2 separate regions of the Oryctolagus cuniculus genome follow, and region 1 is linked to region 2. The links are chromatin contacts, called in public Hi-C maps. All regions are on one chromosome and are shown on one strand. Each heading gives the region's core, a stretch centred on a gene start, on an enhancer-like site or on the middle of the called end of the contact. The rest is flanking DNA. Distances are from core to core; before and after follow the strand shown.

Evidence for each region. Hi-C and Micro-C count contacts between places; a contact is called where the count stands out from the background.
Region 1: a Hi-C map of an unstated tissue shows a contact between it and region 2, with 2.2 times the contacts expected there. The contact joins the promoter of RPP14 here to the enhancer-like site in region 2. A contact is called at or near these places in 2 of 6 Hi-C or Micro-C datasets (ear pinna and an unstated tissue).

What each region holds. Positions count from the first base shown.
Region 1 is chr10:91,676,229-91,680,866 of mOryCun1.1, reverse strand. It overlaps RPP14 (ribonuclease P/MRP subunit p14), which reads left to right and starts at 1,378. Exons shown (of 6, transcript XM_008260841.4): 1 at 1,378-1,552; 2 at 4,580-4,638. The coding sequence starts at 4,601. LOC127492327 (a long non-coding RNA gene) reads right to left here and starts at 1,570. Exons shown (of 3, transcript XR_007921560.2): 1 at 1,439-1,570; 2 at 1,017-1,172; 3 at 1-556.
Region 2 is chr10:91,524,096-91,528,744 of mOryCun1.1, reverse strand. KCTD6 (potassium channel tetramerization domain containing 6) reads left to right here. Exons shown (of 6, transcript XM_070050674.1): 4 at 687-827. The coding sequence starts at 802. Among named protein-coding and RNA genes, the nearest start is that of KCTD6, 29 kb to the left of the region's middle. Within about 2 kb of position 3,239, at least 2 of the 8 cell types and tissues checked have an H3K27ac peak or open chromatin away from gene starts, as enhancers often do.

The DNA.
Region 1 (4,638 bases), core at 129-2,628, 150 kb before region 2:
GGGGAGAGCGCCGGCTAGAACCTGACAGCCCGTTCCACCACTTCTCACTGCGTCGTCTTGGGCAAATCGCTTAGCCTATCTGTGCTTCAGTTTTCACTCCTGCATGGTTATAATAGCTACCTCAGGACTGTGAGGTGGTTCCACAAGGTGACCTGTGTAGAATTTTTTGCATAGTGCCTGGCGCACATTAAGCACTTGAGAAATACTCACCGTTGTTATTATTGTTTTTGTTATTATTAAATAAGTCCACCGAATTCCCAGCACCCAGAATTCCCAGCACCTAGGGCTGGCACTGTGGGGCAGCAACGGACGCTGGCATCCCACGTCAGAGCACTGCTCTGACTCCTGGCTGCTCTGCTTCTGATCCAGCTCCCTGCTAATGCATCTGAGAACTCAGCAGATGATGGCCTGGGTCCTTGGGCTGCTGTCACCGGTGTGGGAGACCCAGACGGAGTTCTGGGCTTTTGGTGTCCGCCTAGTGGCTGTTGTGGCAATTCGGGGCGAGAACCAAGGAGTGGAAGATCTCTCTTTCACTCTGCCTTTCCAAATCATAAATCTGAAAAAAAATAAAAATAAAAAATAAAAAGGCCGGCGCCGCGGCTCACTAGGCTAATCCTCCGCCTAGCGGCGCCGGCACACCGGGTTCCAGTCCCGGTCGGGGCGCCGGATTCTGTCCCGGTTGCCCCTCTTCCAGGCCAGCTCTCTGCTGTGGCCCGGGAGTGCAGTGGAGGATGGCCCAGGTGCCTGGGCCCTGCACCCCATGGGAGACCAGGAAAAGCACCTGGCTCCTGGCTCCTGCCTTCGGATCAGCGCGCTGGCCGCGGCGGCCATTGGAGGGTAAACCAACGGCAAAGGAAGACCTTTCTCTCTGTCTCTCTCTCTCACTGTCCACTCTGCCTGTCAAAAAATAAAAAATAAAAAAATAAAAAAAAACCACAGACAAGAATAGTGCTGAGTGCACAACAGGCACTCAGCGCGGTGTTAGTGAACAAACGTATGGATGAAGCTTGGCTTACGTTTGCAAACAGGACCAGGTGGGTCTTTTCGTGTCCACTCAGAGCACCTCCTATGTGCTGGCAACCACAGGGGACACTGAGGGAAGGTGCTGTCCGTCTTTGGGAGGTGCTGGGTACAGCAGAAGTTAAGCAGCGGAGATGCTAGACATCTACTGGCTGAAAAACCGAATGCATGAATAAATGAATGCCATGAAGCACTCTGCGGGGCTGCATACACACACCTCACGACCCGCACTCCGAGCACCCGGGGCGCCCCCAGGTTTCTCCCGAGTGGACACCAGAGGGCGCTGAGCTCCGCAGGGCTCACATCCCGAGGAGGATTCACCCATGGGTCCTGGGGCGGACGCCGCGCGGTGACGTCACATCCGCCAGGACGGCACGCTTCCGGGGGCGGGACAGGAACAAGCCAAACGAAAACTTACCGGGAGTTTGCCGGGCCCAGGCGCTGGCAGTCCCTTAGGGGCTCCAGACCTTGGCGGATATTCGGAGCGAACCCGGAGTCAGAGGAGGAGTCTTGCTCGTCCAACCGAGAGCAGGTAGGCGGAAGCCCTGGGGCGGCTGTTGTGTTCCGGACGTGCGCTCAGTCGGCCGCGCGGGTGTCCCCGGGCGCGTGCGCCGGGGTAGAGCGACCGGGAGGGAGGAGCCAGGCCGGAGGAGGTGCTGGGGGGCTCCAGCCGATCGTCCTCCCCGGTGTCGGTCTCGGCCGCGCCGGGCGGCCGGGAGGACTAAGCGGGCCCAGGGGACAGTGTGCTGCATCAGCGGCGGTCGCCACTTGGAAACGATGGAAAACGCAGGTCCCTAAGTCGCTGGGGGTTGATTTGTTGAAATAATTGAGTGAAAGTGTGGAGACCGCCTGCCGTATGCGGGGCCCTATTGTCGGTCCCTGGAGAAGGGCAGTGAGCCGGACGGAGCCGTGGACACCCTGCCGGGGCAAGGAGAGGAGGAGGGGGAGAGAGAACGTGAATTGCGGGTCTGTTACTAGCTGGCAGACGCCCGGGGTGGGGGGTGGGGGGCGAACAGGGCCCGAGGCGGGGCCGGGGGTCGTCGCGGTGTTAGGATGGGCACCGGGCCACGTGGAGGGGAGTCGGGGAGGCCTAGAAGGAGGCGGCGGGAGGAAGGGCGGTGCGTAACTGGCGGGAGAGCCTGGTGCGTGCGCGGCCCGTGTGCTGGAAGGGACGAGTGCGGGCCGTGGCGGGAGCAGCGGTGCGGGGTGCGGGAAGGGCCTCCCGGCAGGCGCACCCGGAGTCTGGCCTCGCTCTAGACAGATCCGGAGAGTGGGGTCTGGTAGATTCTGTGGCTGCGGGGGAGGGGCACAGGGGCGGAATCGGAGACCCTTGGTACCGACAGAGCAGTTTCTAGGCTTCCCTGCCGCCCCTGAGAAGGCTGGCTTCAGAGGGGAAGTGGACCGTGACTCCAGGCGTGCTTCCGTTTGGTGGCGGGCCTGGGGGCCGTGCCAGGCTCATCTTTACTTTCAGAACAGCCTGCAGAGGGCGCTGGTGTCACTGAGGAGTCCGGTTTTTGGCGAGCTCATGTGTTCCATGAGTTTGGAGAGGTGTTTTGTTTTGTTTGTTTGTTTCTTTTTTTTTTGGTAATATATGTGTAAGGTAAAACATCGTTTGATCCATTGTTTTTTTTTTATTTATTTTTATTTTTTGACAGGCAGAGTGGACAGTGAGAGAGAGAGACAGAGAGAAAGGTCTTCCTTTGCCATTGGTTCACCCTCCAATGGCCACCATGGCTGGCGCGCTGCGGCCGGCGCACCGCGCTGATCCAAAGCCAGGAGCCAGGTGCTTTTCCTGGTCTCCCATGGGGTGCAGGGCCCAAGCACCTGGGCCATCCTCCACTGCACTCCCGGGCCACAGCAGAGAGCTGGCCTGGAAGAGGGGCAACCGGGACAGAATCCGGCGCCCCGACCGGGACTAGAACCCGGTGTGCCGGCGCCGCAAGGCGGAGGATTAGCCTAGTGAGCCGCGGCGCTGGCCTGATCCATTGTTGTGTGCAGTTAGGTGGCATTAAGTGCATTCTGACTGTTGGGCAGCCACCATCGGTATCCATCTCCCAAATGCCCAGGGTCAGCAACTCCTTCGAAGCACTTGGAAATACTTGAGAAAGCACCTGTCATGTGCCAGGCACTGAAAGAAGTAGATGCGATTTTTGCTGTTTTTGCGCTTCTGGTTAGGCGGGGCTCTGGGGGCAGGTGGACGGTCACTGTGCTGTCCTGAAGCCAGAGGCGCAGTTGAACATAGGGTCCCCCGCTGCCGCCGTTCTCTGAGCTCTGTGTCCTCCAAGCCAGACACAGAAAATGCTGAGGTCTGTTGAATGGATGTGTGGATGGAGCTCCTGCCGTCCGGCTTGTGCTTGTCTCTGGGCTCTTCGTCTGGAAATGGGCCTGAACCTGAGAGGTTTTGAAAATGCTCGTCTGGATCTCTGTGACCTTGGCTTAGTTCTTCTCTGTGCTTGGGCCTCAGTTTCTGGGTCTCGGCAGCGGGGAGCCCAGATACTAAGCAAACAAGCAGTGTCAAGACGTCCTATAACGTGAGCATTCCCGAGAGGGCGGCAGAAGGGCTCGAGGGGGAGGCCGGGGGAAGAGGAACTGGAGGGCAGCACTCTGCGGGCCTCGAGCGTGCTCTGAGTTCTCGGAAGGCCCAGACCTCAGCAATGGCTCTGAGTGCCCATTCCAGGAATTCCTCAGTCTCTCACGGAGCTGCCAGGTGGTCCTGCCCAGACCTGACCCTGGACCGAGAGCAGGTTCACCTGGAAGGGGGGCAGCCAGCTGCTTGTTCGTGCTCTGGGCTGACTCAGAGTAAACCAGAAAGGGGCCCGCAGGTCTCAGGTTTGGCTCCTTTATGTTTTCATTTTTTTCCTCTGGATCCAGAGGCACCATTCCAGGGCAGTCTTGCCATGGCAGAGTAGGTAGAGCCTGGGCCAGGCGCTAGCCATGAGGGTGGTAATAGTGTCTGCCTCATAAAATCGCTTTGAAGGCGCAGAAGCTAAGGCATGTGCAGTGCGTAGTGCACACTGGGTGCTTAGTAAGGAGAAATGGGAGCTGGCTTGTTACTGAGGTGGAAGTGAGGGCAGTGGTCTGGCATATTGAACAATATAGCAGCTTCCTTGTATCTGTGGGGTGACCTGCATTTGACCAGAATTAGATAAGTTGCTGTCCTAAGAAGTCACTTTAAAATAAGTCATATTCTTATTAAAAGTGTGAAAAATAGCATTTTAATTTTTAAAGGTTATTTATTTGGAGGCAGAGTGATGGAGAAGAGGGGAGAGACAAAGAGAGCTCTTAGCTGTTGATTTGCTCCACCCCGAATTGCTGCAACAGCCAGGGCTGGGCTGGGCAGGAGCCAGGAGTAGCAGAGGCCCAAGCACTTTAGCCATCCTCTGCTCCTTTCCCAGGCGCATTAGCAGGAACCTGGATCAGAAACAGGGTTGCTGGGGTTCAAACTGGTGCTCCAATATGGGATGCTGGCATTGCAGGTGGCAGCTTAACCAGCTATACCACGATGCTGGCCCCAAGAGCACATGTCTTGGTAATCTCCATCCCTCTTGACTTGCTGTAGGTGTGATCAGCATTGGAAAGGATGGAATTCGAAGAGAGCTGGTCTCAAAGAATAATGCG
Region 2 (4,649 bases), core at 1,990-4,489:
ATTGATGGCAGGAGCCAGGAGCAGGGCTAGGTTGGCCAAGAGCAACGAGCAAGCCCATGTGGAGGAGGCAGTTTGTATCAGGAAAGCAGTGGGAGAGCCATCAAGACCTGAAATGTGTTATCTTTTCAAATTTATTTATTTGAAAGAGCAGCAGAGAGAGCGAGAGCGAGATTCCACTTGTTGGCTTACTCCCTCAAATACCTGTGACATCCAGGGCTCAGCCAGATTGGAAACAGGAGCCTGGAATCCATCCGGGTGTCCCACATGGGACAGGGGTCCAAGCACTTGGGCCACCCTCTGCTTCCCAGGAGCGTTAGCAGGGAGCAGGGAGCTGGATCAAAAGTACACCAGTGAGACTCAAACTGGCACTCTGATGTGGGATGCTGGCATGGTAGCCAGTGTCTTAACCTGCTGTGCCACAGTGCTGGCCCTTTAGAAATGTGTAATTGACAAGGTGGGGGCACAGGAGGTTTGGGCTTAGAACTTGGAGCAGTGTTGCACACCGTTGGCAGGTAGCTGGCGAAGCTGTGTTCATGCAGCTCCATTCCCCTGTGACACAGAAGCCCTCTCAGGGCCAGGAAACTTGTCCGAGTCCGAGGTGGCACACGAGACACTCATGGGGCTGAAGACGGAAGCCAGGGCGTCTGGGCCCTGGGCTAACAACGTACGATCTGTTCTAATTACAGGGTCACAACGCTGGGGAGGAGGGCGACATCCTAGGGCTGGCCAAGGGGCTCAGCGTTGGTGAGAACCAGACGCCTTCTCCTGGCTCTTCGGCTTCCAGCAGCGTTCTGGAAAGTGATGAAAGAGAAGGTGTGCAACAACAGGTAATTAAAGACCTTATAAAACAGAAAAATACTCTCGTCAAACTTACCAAAGCGTCTCCGTGGCTGCCTGGGGGAGGTGTGGGGAACTCTGGGCTGCAAGGGTCCTTTGTCTGTGTGTGTGTATTGATGGTGGTGGTGGTGGGGGCAGGCGGGATGGCCTGGGAGCCGGGGCAAATGTGGAGAAAGACCCTGGCTGGTTGCAAAGGCAGGGAGGGGGAGCGGGCTGCTCAGGACCTTAGTTCTGAGTGGAGGCAGCCAGTGAGTAGGGAGCCACAGAAGGCCTTTTACAAGCCCCAAGCAAAACCCAGCTGGTAAGCGCCATGGCACAGAGACTGTGTGGGAGGAGGAGAGGGACACACACATGCATGCACATCCCAAGAAAAGACAGCGCCTCCACCGAGAGTGGAGCAGGTCTCCCACTGGCCGGGATCGGGGGAGGGAGCTCAGCAGGGCCTTGGGTCCAGAAAATCCATGCAGTTGGCTGCTTTGGGGTCCTCTCCTCCCGGGGTCCCCAGAGACTGGCCCCAGCTTGGGAGGAGCTTCGGGAAGCCATCTGAGTGCAGAGTCAGCCCCCAGCCCCCATGCCCTGCCGTGTGCAAGGCATCCTCACCGCTCTTCTCCCTTTCTTCCCCTTCTTGCTGTCCGCGGGGCCCCCTTGTGTAAATGCTCAACAGGCTGTTGTGGAAAAATCCCCTAAAAGGACCCAGACTTTCTTTTTTGCATTTCTGCCTTATAAAACCCCAGTGCTCCGGGAGGCTGGGGCTGGAGAGGGGGAGGGAGGGGTGGGGCGGCTCCAGAGGCCAGACCTGGGCTGGCGATGGCATGGGAAGAGGAGCTCCCCACCGCTTCTTTCCGTTTCATTGGCCAGCTCCTTTCCCCACCTTGTTGACTCCTCCCCACCCCTGCTCTTTCCTTTCTCCTCTCTGTAAACCTGACTGGCCGGCTCCCCTGTGCCAAGGTTGTCCCAGGTGAAAAGAGGCTCCCAACACAGCTTGAAACACAGCCCTCTCTGGCAGGGGGTCCTGGTCTAGGTGGTGGGCTGGGGGCGGAGGGCTGCACTGGGAGCGGGGAGATGGGGGTGTGCAGACCCAAGGAGGTGGGAGTGATGCTGCTTCCTTGTGGGGTTGCCAGATGAAACACAGGATGCTTGTTTTCGGTGAACATCTGGGACCTACCTAGGCTGAAAAATTACATGATGAAATAGAAATTTGCCAAGTGTCTTTTTTTTTTTTTTTTTTTTTTAAGGCAGAGAGAAGGAGAAGGACAGCCAGAGTTGCTGTCTGCTGGTTTACTCCTCAGGTGCCCTCAGTGGCCAGGGCTAGGCCAAAGCCAGGAGCCAAGGACTCAGTCCAGACCTCCTCCATGTGTGGCAGGACTCAGTTCCTTGAGCCATGACTGCCGCCTTAGCATGAAGCTGGAGTCAGAGGTAGAAGCCAGGGTATCAAACTCTCATGTGGGAGATACGGGGTGAAATATGTGCTTGCCCTCTAGGCCAAACACTCCCTCTGTCCCTCCTGTCTTTGCATTCGCCAAATCTGGCAATGGCAGGTTGCTGATGAATACACAGGAGCTAGCTGAGTGAATGGGGGGAGGAGGGAAGAGCATGCCTGCAGAGGGAACAGCACGTGCAGAGATCTTGAAGAGACGGGGCCTTGCGACTCATCTGGGGAAATGAACGTTGACCATGGGGTTGCAGCACGTGGAAAGAATGCACCAGTCGCACAGCGATTGAGAGTGCCGAGTGCCAGGTACCAGGTAGAGTCCTGGGGGCTCTCAGGAGCCAGACACATGCAGCTTCTGCCCTCAGGGAGCTCACCATTCAGCTGAGAAGCAGGGAGGTGAGGACAGGGAAGGACAGGCTCTGAAAGGTCGGGGAGGGCTTCCCCGAGAAGGTGATGGTATGTGGAGGAAGTGGAGATAGGTCAAGGGCTGGGGAACAGTGTTCTAAGCCCAGGGAACAGTCCAGTGGAAGGCTCTGAAGGGAAAACATGGGCAACAGGCCCTGGAAACGGAAATGTGACCTGAGATGCTGGGGCCTGAGGGAGGGGCTAGGGACAGGGAGGAGGTGGACGGTGGGCAGAACCAGACCACTCCCCCCACCGCAGGGAGCTTGACCTGAATCCTGAAGGCAACCGAAGCCACTGGAGGAGTGTGACGCTGCCAGGGGGCCACAGCCAGAGCTTTGTGTCCTTCATGCTGGTGACAGGAGGACGGATGGGAGTGTGGGGGCAGAGGGACCAGCGAGACCAGCGAGGGGGCTACTGCAGATGTCTGGGCCGGACACATGGGTGGCTCGGGCCAGTGCGGCGGTGGTGGTGATGGCGAGGGAGAGGCAGTGAGGGAGGCAGGCTGTGCTGAGGGGGAGACTTGGCAGAACTGAGTTCTCTGGCACCGGGAGGCGAGGGGGAGGGAGGAGCAGGCATGACTCAAGGCTTCTGGTGCACCATGTGCTGAGCTGAGCCGGGACTGGAAGGATTGGGGGTGGTGGTGACAGAGTTCAGGTTTGCACATGTTGGGGTGAGCAGGCTGGTGGTGGACGGTGAAACGCCAGCTTGTGCCGGGGGAGAAAACCACGGGGAGCCAGGCAGGAGCGTGCTGCCACCTCCCTCCCAGCGCCCAGCCGGGTGGCTTCATCCACGGCCTCCCCACTTCTTGCTGCAGTTTTCTGGTTTGTACTATGGGAGAGCGAGGCTGGCCAGCCCTCAGTGGTGTTGTTGGGGGTGTGGTGGCAGCCTCCCAGGTCACCCCTAAGGGCCCCTGCCTCCTGGTGTTCATACCCTGTGTGGTGGGCTCCCACTTCCTACTAGCATGGGTGTGAGACCAAAATATCACAAATATGTCCTTCAAGGCCAGGCTATAAAGGAACTTGTGGCTTCCGCCGTTGTTCCTCCTTAGATCACTTGCTTCAGAGGCCATCAGCTTCCATGTTGTCAGGAGAGGGTCAGGTGACAGGGAACGAACGCTGTGGCTAAAAGCCACGTGTGTGAGTGGGGGAAGGCCTCAGAGGACAACAGCCCCTGCCCACGGGTGGCCTGCAAGCTCATGAGAGACCCTGAGCTCTTTGAGATCCTCGGTCCACAGACACTGCAAGATAACACATGGTGCTGTTGCAAGCCTCTGCACTCTGGTGCATGGCAGTAGATGACCAGCGCAGAGGGTAGAAGCACTTGGCACAGTGCCAGGCACGTGCTTGGGCTGCAAGTACAGAGTGGGGAACTTCTGGCTTAGGGTGTAAAATGGAATCTACAGAGGTGGCCAAGCCTCTGTGAAGAGAGGATGGAACTGGACAGAAACCTGGGCAGAGAGGGTGGGTTAGGCAAGAGGAAGAGGTCCATGCGTCCAAGAGGAAGAAGGAAGACGAAAAGAGCACAGCATTGTGGGGAAGGGGCCGTCCTTGGGAGGCTGTGGTCAACCCCTTCACTGCAGATGCCCGGGACACCAAGGCTTGGAAGGAGCAGGCTCCTCATGCCCCAGCAGGAGCATTCCGGTGGGGAGGTGGTCCGGAGGCCAGGTGTAAGGCTGTAGGTGGGGGACTCGGGGAAGATGGGGACACAGCAGGAGGAGAAAGGGAGGCTGCTGAGCCTAGAGAGGGGTCCGGCACTCTGTCTGCAGGGGCAACCTGCAGGGGCTGGAGAAGGATGGAATGCCCCTGAGAGCAGGCTTCTCAGCCGCCTCGGGAGGCCATGACAGCATCCTGTAGGTGACTCCAGAAGCAAGCAGAGGCGGGAGCCAGGGAGCTCCCACTGAAGACATTTTCCTGACAAGTGGGAGCTGCATGCACTGCCCTGAGTGAGGGGGGAGCTGAGGGGAGAGCGGGGAGGA